Regions from separate parts of the Mus musculus genome. Here region 2 is linked to region 1. Evidence: chromatin contacts called from public HiChIP or PLAC-seq data. All regions are on one chromosome and are shown on one strand. The core of a region is the stretch at or near the end of the contact, and the rest is flanking DNA. Distances in the headings are between cores, read along the strand shown. Region 1 overlaps Mapt (microtubule-associated protein tau). Region 2 overlaps Gm11639.

Evidence for each region. HiChIP or PLAC-seq counts read pairs in DNA pulled down with a chosen protein or histone mark.
Region 2: a contact with region 1 is called in a FOXA1 HiChIP or PLAC-seq map of pancreatic cancer cells. The contact joins two enhancer-like sites. A contact is called at or near these places in 1 of 484 Hi-C or Micro-C datasets (embryonic stem cells) and 2 of 115 datasets of contacts at active chromatin or transcription factors (bone marrow-derived dendritic cells and pancreatic cancer cells).

What each region holds. Positions count from the first base shown.
Region 1 is chr11:104,315,622-104,321,778 of GRCm38.p6, forward strand. It overlaps Mapt (microtubule-associated protein tau), which reads left to right. Exons shown (of 12, transcript NM_001038609.2): 9 at 2,536-2,628; 10 at 5,730-5,811. Among named protein-coding and RNA genes, the nearest start is that of Mapt, 87 kb to the left of the region's middle. Within about 2 kb of position 3,975, at least 133 of the 459 cell types and tissues checked have an H3K27ac peak or open chromatin away from gene starts, as enhancers often do. A contact at or near this core is called in pancreatic cancer cells, where this site is marked.
Region 2 is chr11:104,949,271-104,955,427 of GRCm38.p6, forward strand. Gm11639 reads left to right here. Exons shown (of 108, transcript XM_017314877.1): 81 at 930-983; 82 at 1,972-2,076. Among named protein-coding and RNA genes, the nearest start is that of Gm25362, 130 kb to the right of the region's middle. Within about 2 kb of position 3,346, at least 10 of the 459 cell types and tissues checked have an H3K27ac peak or open chromatin away from gene starts, as enhancers often do. A contact at or near this core is called in pancreatic cancer cells, where this site is marked.

The DNA.
Region 1 (6,157 bases), core at 2,725-5,224:
GTCTACAGAGTGAGTTCCAGAACAGCCAGGGCTATACAGAGAAACCCTGTCTCAAAAAACCAAAAAAAAAAAAAAAAGAAAGAAAGAAAGAAAGAAAGGAATTTCACTTCTTTCCTAACCAGTTTTCAGCTACTGTCCCCCTGGTTGACTAAGCAGATGAAGAGCTCCTCTGAAGTTTTCCAGGTCCACGCAGGACATAACCTGTGAGTCCCCCAGTCAAAGCTTGTAGAACCTGGAAGAGCCCTTGGGAGTGCCGGGGTTGTAGTACCACAGGTGACCACAAGATGGCAGAGGAGCGCTGTAGACAGCAGCCTGTGTTCTTGGCCCACTCACAGTTGTTGCTTTCTTCTCTGCAAGTGTATTGCGATTTTCTGAGTCGTCTTTTCCGCTAACTGGTGGTCTTTTTTCTCTCATCTCTGCCCATTTCTTTTTGTTTCTGTCTGCCTGTCCTTCTGCTTCACCACTGATTATACAGAGATTGAAATAGTTTTTAAAATATGTTAACATTTGTATGTGGGCGGGGGGGGGGAGTTGCATGTATTTTAAATGCAACATATTCACTGACACAGGAAAAAAAAGCCTTTTGTTTGTTTGTATTGTTTTGGTTTTTTGTTTTTGTTTTGTTTTTTTGTTTTTTTTTTTCAAGACAGGGTTTCTCTGTATAGCCCTGGCTGTCCTGAAACTCACTTTGTAGACCAGGCTGGCCTCAAACTCAGAAATCCACCTGCCTCTGCCTCCAAGTCCTGGGATTAAAGGCGTGCGCCACCACCACGCCCGGCTTGTTTTGTTTTTTAAAAGACAGGAGTTCATTTATTCCAAACTGGTCTCAAACTCACGTGGTTGACAATGGCCTTGAAGTTTCTGATATTCCTGCGTCCTCTCACCAAGCACTAAAACTACAGGTTTGCATCACCACACCCAGTTTTATACACTGTGAGGGCTTAAATCCAGGACCTTTTGCGTCCTGGGAAAGTCCTCTACTATCTGAGCTCCGTCCCCAGCTACTGCCACTGTTGAAAGGGTAGCTGTAATGGCACCTGACCTCCGGCACCTTATTGCCTTTTGCAGGTCGGCTAGACTGGATACAGGCAGGCTTTCTTGGACTCTAAGGAAAGGCTTTCTGGAACCCCAGCTGGCCACGTCAGGTTCATGTTCCAAATGAGGTGATGCCCGGCCTAGCCCAGTTAGTACCAGCAGTCTGGGAGCTCCTTGGGCTAGAGGCTTGGTGCCAGCAAGGGATTCCCTGAGAGTTCTGAGCCCAAACAGAGGTAGAACAAAGTCCACCTAGTGTTTGACATGGCTCTGGGAAGTGTAAACTAAAGTGGGTCCAGCCAGCTTCTCAGGACCACTCCCTGCCCACAAACACTTCCTCCTGAATCGAAGGCCCTCAGCTGAAAACATCCTCCATTCGCTCCAGGATGTTTCCAGTGTCCGGTCAGAGCCAAAGCCCAGCGCCGTGGACCGGGCCAGCTGCTTTTGCTGGGAACGGCATTGCAGGCTCCAGTTTCACAACGCCAGCCACCACCCTCTCCCCCTCTGAACCTCAGTGTTCCCGAGCGCTTTGGCTTAACATGACCACTAGCAGTAATTCAAGTCTGCTTTGTAAATATCTATCTAGTGCCAAACACCACAAAAGCTTGTTTCCTTTCCTGTGGGGTTAGAATAAGAAACACACACACACAGGGCGGGGTCTCTATGTATGTTTCAGACCGTGTGCGATTGCTTAATGTCCTCTGATTAATTTGTGTCTAGCAGTCATCTTCCTCCAAAAACCATTTTCTTTGTCAAATCATGAGTTATGTAATCAGTCACATTTCCTTTTTCCTCATTGGCTTCCGGGAAGCTCGGTGCTGAATATAATAGTGCCCTCTTCCTCTTATTTTATTGTTATTATTGTTGTTGTTATTATTGTTGTTATTATTTTGGGTTTTCAAGACAGGATTTCTGTAAATTCAAGGCTAGCCTGGTCTACTACTGAATTTCAGCATAGCTAGGGCTACATAGAGAGACCCCGCCTCAAAATAGCATTAAAAAAAAAAGTTAAAATTAACAGAGGATAGTCTAAAGTAACTAAGTATTGTATGTGCACGCCACTGTGTTCAGAAGGCAGAAGTGGGGTTTTATGACAAGTTCTTTACCCTCCCTGAGCCATCCCACCAGCTCAGCTCAAGACAATCTGGTTTGAAGCCTTTAGCCTTGCCACTCCCCAGCCTTGGACGCTCTTTGTGATAAGGTGCCTTGCACTGGTGTGTCTGTTTGGATTGTTGTTGATCTTTCTTCTCATCACTTGACCCAGGGGACTCCTTGTTTACAGTTGTCACTCCACCCAACCTAGTGACCTCCCAGCTCTGTCCTCCTGTTCCCAGCCATGTTCTCTTCCAGATTCCTTTTGTGACTTCCAGGGTGCCATCCCAGGCAGCTTCTGAGCCCCCTGAGGAGTCAGGGCTCAGACCTGGCTCTCCCCCCACAGCCCAACAGGTCAGGGGGCGATGCTCCGGTGTGGTTGTCTCTCACTCTTTTTTTTGGCTATCAAAGGTGCAGATAATTAATAAGAAGCTGGATCTTAGCAACGTCCAGTCCAAGTGTGGCTCGAAGGATAATATCAAACACGTCCCGGGTGGAGGCAGTGTGAGTACTGTCGCAGTCTCCATGAGGTGTGCTGCAGCCTTTGCTGTAACAAGTGTCATGAGTGTGTCCTTGTGAGACATTGCATAGAATAAATCATCTAGGGCTCAGGACCTCCTGTGTCCCCACAGTGTCTGCTGTCCCCAGACTCCCCTCCCTGTTCCATGGATGGCCCAGCAAAGTAGGGAGAGCAACCCGTTCCAGCTGGCCCTTCTCTGAGTAGCTGGGTCCCCATGGTACCATGTATGTGTTCCTAGAAGCCCCGTAGATATTGGAAATGGGGTTGAAGACAGTGCATCCATGATGTGGGCTGACACCTCTTCCCTCATCTCTGGGGCAGTCTCTGTTGGTTGGGGAGTGGGGAGTCCATATGATCCCACTAGACACTAGGACTTCCTGTTTCATGTCAAGGTCCAAAAGGCCCCTAGCCACTTCTCCATTTTTCATCTGGGTCTCCTTCATCTTTGAAGAGAGGAAAAGATTCCCAGTTCAATTTAGCACTCCCCTCCCCCCAGGACAGGGACTCTGGTTGCACAGAGCCTAACACCGAGGTGACAGGTGTCAGTTGCCTGCATTGTTTGCCAGAGAAGGGGTTTTAAATGTCTCCTCCTTTAAACACCACTGGGGACCCCCCCCCCCCCCCCCCCGCACATCCTCAGCGAGTCCCTGCAAAGAGATGTTCTTAGGTTCCCTCAATGGGCTTAGGGATTCCCTTTGTTCTCTTGGCTGGCCGGTGCCCAACAGGGCAGGATTTGTAAAGTGGCCCCAGGCTTCTCCCTGCCAGCTCCCCCTCCCCTGTTCTGGGTCAGTCCCAGAACGGACCTGGGCTCTCTGATTGAGCTGCAGGCTCCACCTCTCGAGCGTGCGTGCTGGAATGCAGGGGTGGGCTCTCTTTCCTGAAAGTGCCGAGCCCACAGGGTTTATTCTTGCAATGTGCTCCTGCCTCCGGCCCCGACACCTGCCCTGCCTTCTGCCTCTTGGACCGATGGCCCCAGAGCAGCAAGTGCTGGCCCTGTGGCTACTGCCTTCTCACGCTTACTCACCGTGTCTGCCTTTTCCTCTGTCCTCCACTCCCCGCTGGCCGATCCTGCCACCTCCCTTACTTGTTTTGCTTCCTAAGGAAAGGCGGGGCTGTTGGCTACACTGCGGTTACTGCCCTGCCTGCCGGTTGCCTTCTCAACGTATAGAAAGATATGGGTTGCGGGAAAGGGTGATCTTTAAGATCGCCGTCCTTGTCCCTGGGCTCTGTAATGTTGTTTATGATACGTTAGCTTCCCAGCCCAGGCTGCTGTGGTTAGGGAGGGAAGCCAGAAGTGTCTGGTTTTGCTCACGTCTGGTCTGTTGCTGGGTCTGAGCGCTCCAGCTCCCAAGGGCTGCAGAGGGCAGATGCTCCTGTAGGGGAAGTTGGGAAAAGGCAGCTCTCAGGGCAGCTCGGATCACATGCTGGTTGTCTGATGAGGCTGCAGTGCCTAGGGTATCAGGGAACTTTATAACTAAGGTGTACTGCAGTTTGCCAGCCTTTGAGCTAACCTGTGACCTTATATAGAATCACAAGATAGCCTGGCCTGTGGCCTGTGGCCACTGTTGACTACAGAATGGACCTGTGGAGAAAGCTTTCTTAGGGAGGGGGACTGGTGGCATTTGGGTTGTAGGATTCCAGGCTTCCCATCTAACTTGCTCCTGGCTCTCTCTAGGGTGGTGGGAACTGCAGCAGGGAAGCTGCTTCTCCATCTCCACCTCCTGGCTGGGCTGTGGCCTCCTCTCTCGGGCTGCTCTGTGGGATCTAGTACCCTAGTCAGCTGCTCCCCCATTCCTTTCTTCTCTGGCTATCCCAAGCTTCCAACATCTCCTGTCCCCCAACATACCCCCTGGTACTGACTCTCTAATGACTCTACCTGGGCTCTCCCATCATCACCTGCCCCAGAACTCCTACTGGCCTCTGGGTCTGTTTGCAGGAGGTCCTTGGGTTTATCTGCTCCTTACCCACCCTCCTCTGCAGGGGCAGGCTGACACCCTTATGACTTATGAGGCCATGGCCCTCCTCTTCCATCAGGTCTGTTAGCAGAACACACACACACACACACACACACCCCATAACACAAAACACCATCAGCCGTGAAAACGAGGGATTTATCCATTGAGACCTCCGTAGAAACCACTTTGCTTTATTGATTCTTGAACATGTGGCACCCCTCTCCCAGGACAGATGAGCCTCCTCACCCCTGGAATGACCATGGTCTGTATGGGAGACCCATGGGACTCTGCAAGTGGCAGCTAGTGACCAGCTAAGCTGTAAAACCACAGATCAGAGAGACAGGCTTCCAGGAGCCCCATCTGCCTGGGTGGTCTCCTTCAGAGTGTCCTGTCAGGAAAGCAACTGTCATTTTCCAGAGCACACATTACTGCTGGGCCACATGAAGGGCCCTTGGGCTGGCGGGTCCCCCCCACCCCCCTTCCCCAGTGTGTCCTGTCTGCTCACTCATGCTTGCTGAGACACTTACTGCAGCTGTGGTTTCTGCCGTGCGCCTGCCTTCTGTTGGTGTTGCTTCGCTCTTCTCAGTAGAGGCTGAAGTGTTCAGGAGACTATGTGTCCAGACACCAACTGGCTCTCCTTCTGGGTCATAGAGCTGGTCTGGGTCCTGTTTGCCGACTGGTAATCCAGGACCATGGGAGCTTCCTGGGTGAAGCAGACTCACCCTCACCAGCTTCTCCTGAGTCTTTTTCTGAGGAGAAGATGCAGGGCTGTGAAGGCTTCTTCCTCCACTGGGTGTCATTGGCCTTTCATCAATAAAACGATGTATGCTTTTATATTTAAGTGTCTGCTACAGAGATGGTCACGTACAAGGACCAGGCACCTGCTTTTCCATGAGAGTGTCTTGTGTTTCTGGGATGTTTAGGTCCCTAAGCTTCCTGGTGAGGACCCAGCTCCCTGGGGGGTGGGGGGTGGCTGGATTTGGGGAGCCTATTTTCCATCCTGAGTGGGGGTGTATGCAGCAGCTGATGGGAGCCACTGACAAATGGTCCATCAGCCTTTGTGCTGTGTTACACCCCTAGTAACATAACCCCCTTTATTCTCTCTCTCGCCCATCCTCTTTGACCTGCAGGTGCAAATAGTCTACAAGCCGGTGGACCTGAGCAAAGTGACCTCCAAGTGTGGCTCGTTAGGGAACATCCATCACAAGCCAGGTAGCACTTGAGGAAGACAGGCTTTGGGACAGGAGTGCTGGCTGGAGTGGGGGGTGCTTCCTAGAATAGGCCAACCTGGGCAGTGAATGTTAAATGTGAAAGTACTGTGTGGCCTTGGACCTGGGTCTGTCTCTGTTGTGAGCCTAGACAAGGGGTGGAGGAAATGGTTTTATATCCCATCCTGTGGCTCTCCAGAAAAGTCTGTATAAAAGGACCAGCCATGGGTTTGATTGGGTCCCTCCCACCCCCAAAGGCCGGCTCTGTGAACATCTCAGCTTTGTCACAGCCAACATGGGGGACACTTCAATTGCATCAGCTATAACATGAGAACTTTTGGGCTGTTGTC
Region 2 (6,157 bases), core at 2,096-4,595, 630 kb after region 1:
TCTTACGATAAATCTTGGTGGAAAAGCTTTCATTTCTCCATTGGTTGCAATATTAAATTGTGAGATGTTCAGGAATGTTGAGTATACTAAAGATCATGGAGTCTTTTTCTTCTTCTATCCATTTTGTTAGTCTGTCTATTGATAGAAGAATTTGGCAGTTATCTTTCTACTAGAGCAACAAAATACCCAGTACAATTTTTTTATGAAATAGATGTCTGTATGGCTTAAGAGATTCAGAGTCTGATATTGACTTAGCATCACCTCTTGTCTGTATCACCACTTGGGACATGTGGTAAAGGTGGCTTTGTGTGTGGAAACAAACAACTAATTGTATCTTGAGCTAGGAGCAGAGAGAAGGGATGGCGCTGAATCCAGGCTTTTAGACAATCTACTAATGCACACTACCAGTGAGTCTCAAGAGAGCAACGCTCTGAGGCCATACCTCAGAGGACTCTGGTATCTGTGCTAGTAACGGGGTGGCGGGGGTGGCGGGGGGGGGGCTGATTGTCATTTTCCCACCGAGCTCCACACTAATTACTCCTAGGGAGCTAATGACATTCAAAACGCTTTCTCCCTTTCCCTGTACATCCAGCCTGAGGTCACATGCCCCACAGGATCTCTACCACACCTTTGCTCTACACCAGGACTCCCCTTTAGTAAACAGTCAAAAATGTAGTTTAGGTCCTTTTTGAAGAAGACTCGGGAAACAGCACTATAAGCCTCTCAAGTCAATCACCTTGCTGGTGTCACCTGGAACCTTCCTTTTTGGAATCTTGTTAAGGGAGTTATGACAAAGTGTTAACCTAGAAAGTACGTTCAGTAGCAGTTTCTGAAGTATCTGGAAAATGGGTATGGTGCCCAAACAATGGTAATGCAGAGAGTCCCACAGTCTCTGTTACATCGTAATGTCTTTTAATCTTCTCCTATAGTTGATGAGAAAATTTCGCTACAAACACTGATGCAAAAACTGAAAGATTATACAGGTGAGTGGGAAGGTTATAAAGTTAGGGTTGGGCTATCCTCAATAATGCTTCATATTCGGTAATATTTCTCAATACCTGATGCCTGACTTATAAATTCTGGTATTTTTATAACTTGTTGACAATATTGGACTCTACAGCTACATGTTTTAAAATTTTCCATAGTTTTGGAATGGGATTCTGTAATCTGTTGTTGCTCATGATGTTATAATTTGCTTCAATGGCACTTTGAAAACCCAGTAGAGAAAGGTACACTGAACCTGAGTCAAGTCTTCAAATAGTCAAGTCAATGCCCTCGTCATATCCATTGTAATTCTCTTTTAAAAATCAAAATGTTTTTTCCCTAAGAATAGTATCTCATAGCTCTAATCCAGCATTCTGGAGACTGAGGCAGGACTGAGTTCCAAGCCAGTCTCAGCTATACAACTTTGAGGCTGGTATTAAACACAAAGGGACTCTGTCTCAAAAGTAAAGAAGCAAATAAATAAGTCTAGAAATTATTTTTGAAGAAAATTTTATGTAAGTATTTTGTTATAAATTAAATTAGGCCTGTGAGGTGGCTCAGTAGGTAAAGGTGCATGCTGCCGGGCAGGATGAAGCCTTCAGGTCCTCGGGTCAACATGGTGGAAAGAAAAAATCAACTCCTCCAAGTTATCCTTTGTCCTCCACGCCTGCACCACGACAGATACCATACACACATGTGCACACGCGCACACACACACACACACACACACACACACACACACACACTAAAAAATAAATGTAACAAATTAACTTTATCAGATTTTACTCACTGTCAAAGTAGCTTATTTGTATTATGAGATATAAACTTCGCCTAACAAGTTTATGGTCGCAATAGTTTTTAAATGATTTCTTTTCACTTTCATCTTTGACCTGAAAATGGGGATACTTTTAATGATAAGGAAACTCTTTTTGGTAGCCATGATGAGCATAGTCTGAACTGTGGTCCTTAGCCAGTCTCCTTTGACAGGGGAGAAGATTGAGGCCAGTGATGTACCGAGTGTCCTGGAGAACCTTGGTATCGAGCTCACAGACAAGGAGTTGGAGGAACTGATGAAAACGTTGCCCTTCAACGGTAAGTCCATGGAAGCTTCTTGTGAGGTTGAATTTCGTTCATCAAAATTTCATTTTTAATTGTTGCAAAGAATTAAAGAATGATTTTAAAGACTAGAAATATATATATGAAAACTATCAGTGTCAGTGTTTAAGAAACCAGGCAGCCCTTGATACATGTTTTCTGTTCCTGTGTCCATACCACTAAGGAGCTCACATGATTAAAAAAAAATGGAAGAAACTAAAAATAACATCAGAATTTTTAAAAAGCAAAGGTACATTTACCTATTGACATAATAGACTTATTAGACATATTTAGCATATTGAGAAAGATCGTTGATTTCATTGTTAAAGGTGAAAAGTTCTGGTAGAATATTGTTAAACTCTACTGAGAATAACTCATATGCTAAATAATTAATCCAGAGAAAGGCGTGATGGAGCTAGAGAGCTAGCACAGTGATTAAAAACACAGCTTAGTTCCCAGCATGCACATGGTAGATCAAAACTCTCTGTAACTTCTGTTTTAAAGGACTTAACATCGTCTTCTGACCTCTTCAGACACCAGGCATGCAGATGGTGAAGAGACATTTGAGTAGACAGAACACCCACACATACATAATAACTAGTGCATGATCTGATGGTGTTCTCTGTGGTTACAGATCTGTACTGATCACAATTGTTATTTTGAGAGTAATTCTGTTATCCCCACATAGAACCACCACACTCAGTGCCAGTCATTCCTCATCCCTAATTCTTCTACACCACTAGGACAGCCACTAACCCATCTTCATCAATCTGCCTACTGCAAGCAGTTCCTATAAATGGCATTGCATAGTGTCTTATTATGTACCAATACTTCGTTACTGAATAGTCTGAAATAATAGAAATATCATATTTTATTTATTATATGTTCATTGGTAAATGAGTATTTAATTATTTCCAATTTTGGGCAAGTATGGATAGTCCTGCAAGTATCCACATACAAGTTTTTGTGTTGATGTATGTTTTAACTTTTCTAGTATATTTATAGAAGCAAAATTTCTGGGCCATATAGTAACTTTTTATTTAATGGTTAAAGAAAGCCAGTCCAGGGGCTGAAGAAATGACTTAGTAGTTAAAACTTCTCTTTGAAAAAAACCAGAGTTCTGTTCTCAGCATCCACATCATGTATGTAACCATGGCGTTTTCCACCCACACCCTAGTTCCCAAACAATGACTCAGGGGCTTACTATTTATTAACAATACTTGTGGCCTTTTGCTAGGCTTGTTCCCTGACTTGCTCCTAACTTATTTAACCCATTTAAACGATTCTATGTCTGCCACATGGTGGTTACCTCTCCTCAGTTTCATACGAGTCTGGGTGACAAATTCCCCACCTCTGACTATTTCCCATCGTTGCAATCTCCCTACCAGAACTCCCACCTTGTAGTTTCTGCCTTTTGCTAATAGGAACATCAGCTTTTTATTGACAGATGATGTTTCCACATAATCCACAAGCGATTATCCCTATAATGTAATCCAAACCATGTGTAACTCATCTCCAAGGGATCTGATTCCTTCTTATCTGCAGAGAGAGAGAGAGAGAGAGAGAGAGAGAGAGAGAGAGAGAGAGAGAGAGAGAGAGACAGAGACAGAGAGACAGAGAGACAGAGACAGAGAGAGACACAGAGAGACACAGAGAGAGAGAGAAATAAAATAAATCTTTTTTTTAAAGAAAGCCAGATTATCTTCCAAAGTGACTGCACTGAGTATAAATATTGTAGTAATTTTAGGGGGTGGGTTCTGCCCCACTCTATCCCATTTAGCTCCTGAGTAAACAACAGTGAGACATCAGATGTGATTAACAAGCTGAAGGCATGGTAGTGGTCAGGTAGGTTCTGAACCATTCTAACCTGACTAGGCCATCAATAACCAGATAAATGCCCTGTCACTTGCCAATTGAGTCTTCTCTGTTCCATGTGTGTCCTCGAGGTTAGCTTCTCTTGACCACATGCTCACAGTCCCTCCTGCCTCAAAACAGCCTCCTTCTTCTCTTCTCTTTTCTTCTTCTCTCTCCACTCTCCCTCATGGTCATTCCTGAGACAACCCACTCAATTATAAGTACTGCCTTCCTATCCTCTTTGCCAAGCTATAGACTCCAGTCTTTTAGTCATCAATCAAAGATTATTGGGGAGCATTCTTTATAGCATATTGGTCAATACAATGCCTATGTCCAAACTGCAACCCAATTTTGAGGCACAGAGCCCAGCATCTAAATATGCACTGCACAAGACCAACACCAACATCTCCCCTTTTTAGTCCAATAAAAATCTTTCTCTTACAATAATAAACTGTATATAGTAAGAACAATTATGAAAACCATCATGTAAGAGTTGTATTCACAGTATCTAGTCCATTTATAAATGGCAACTTAGGAGAAAGTACTCTATTATCTAGTCTATCTGGCTGAGTTCAGAAGTTTTGCACCTAAATCAGTTTCTATCATAACTTGTATTATCAATCTAAAAACATCTTCTTATACCCAAAAACATGTTCTTAAGTCCAAAACTTAAGCTTTTATTGTGAGACTACAACTATCTAGTCTTTAACCCCATCAGAAACTTGAGGAGGATAAATATTACCTGAGTAAGCAGGAAGTGCAGAGCTAGCAACTTCCAAAACTATAAAAGTGACAGAGTCATTGGCTGCCTGAGAAGTCCTCCCAAATTGTTCAATAACATTGGAACCTCTATCTTCAGCCTTCTGGCCCAGAATATTTAATAGACTTTTTTGAGAAACAGGAATTTTGAAGGGCTTGCCTACCTTGTCCTTGCAAAGCTTAACAGTCTACTTCCCTGCATCTCAATTCTTGTCCAGTTTGGACAGCATACCATCAGCAGTTGAAGCAAACAAGGACAGTTTCTTACCCAGTGACAGCTTGCCACATCTGAAACAAACTCTACACGGAGGCTCTTCAATGCTCATCATCTATTTTGAACTAGAAAGGTGCTACTACCAGGATCTGACATAATTCAATGTCAAAAAATCTGTTTATTAACAAAACATCCCAAATGTCATGTTATGTGGATCTCTGAGGTTTTTTAAGACAGTCTATTTATCTATAGTATATCTGAATAGGCAAACGTTGTTTATGTCTAGCTATTTACTATCTGTTTAGCCTAGGAAACATATTTCTGTAATTAACTAAACTAGTATCTAGCATGGCCATGAGTGTGATTAACTGACTACTAACTTGTATTACTTAATTATCCTAAACAGTTCGCAATAAAAGCTTTCAAAAAGACTAGAACTTAACATCTCATTTTAAATAATCAAATAGGTGCATTCCTTAAACAAGAGTTGAAACATAAATGGTATGTTTTAACAAAATATAACATTAATCTGTATCAATATACAAAGTCCATACCAAATGTGAAATATTTGATTTGTTAATGTTCTTTGGTCTAGAAGTAGATTCAATAATCTACCCTTTCTTATCATTCCTGTTTCACGGTTTTTTCTTTTCATCTTTTCTCTCCCCTTTTTCCTTTTATCCCTTATCCCACCCACTACATAAGGAAGAAAGAAGAATAGAAGAAAACAAAAGAGAGCAATCTCCGAATTTAACCTCCTATGCCTTGTTTCCTCCTTGACTGTGACCATTTAACAACTTTCAGCCAACCCCTCTTTTAATGATGATAAACTCATTAGGTGACCAAAAACCAATCAACCCAACTTTTAGGAAATGGGGCATCGTTCTCTTGAAATTTCTTCCTGCTGTTTTGGGGGTGACAAGAAAATTGGAATATAGGCCAGTCTTAAGAAAGCTAGCTGTAATGTTTGCTGTCCAGTCTCTGTGTGCTGTAAAAGTACAGGCTTATTGGAAGGCCTGACTTTCCAGTATTAAAGGTTGGACCAATTGGGGTCAGCAGCTTTTTCATGAATCAGCTAATAAGGGCCCTGTGAGGTTGGATCGAGCAGGATGCCACAAAAAATATATATCTCAGCATCTCAGCATCCTTTTTCAGCATCCTTAAAGATACATCTTGTCAAACTATATTCCTTCCATTGGTGTCTGGTCCTTTTCTTCTGTAAACATATAAACTCTCATAAGCAATATACAT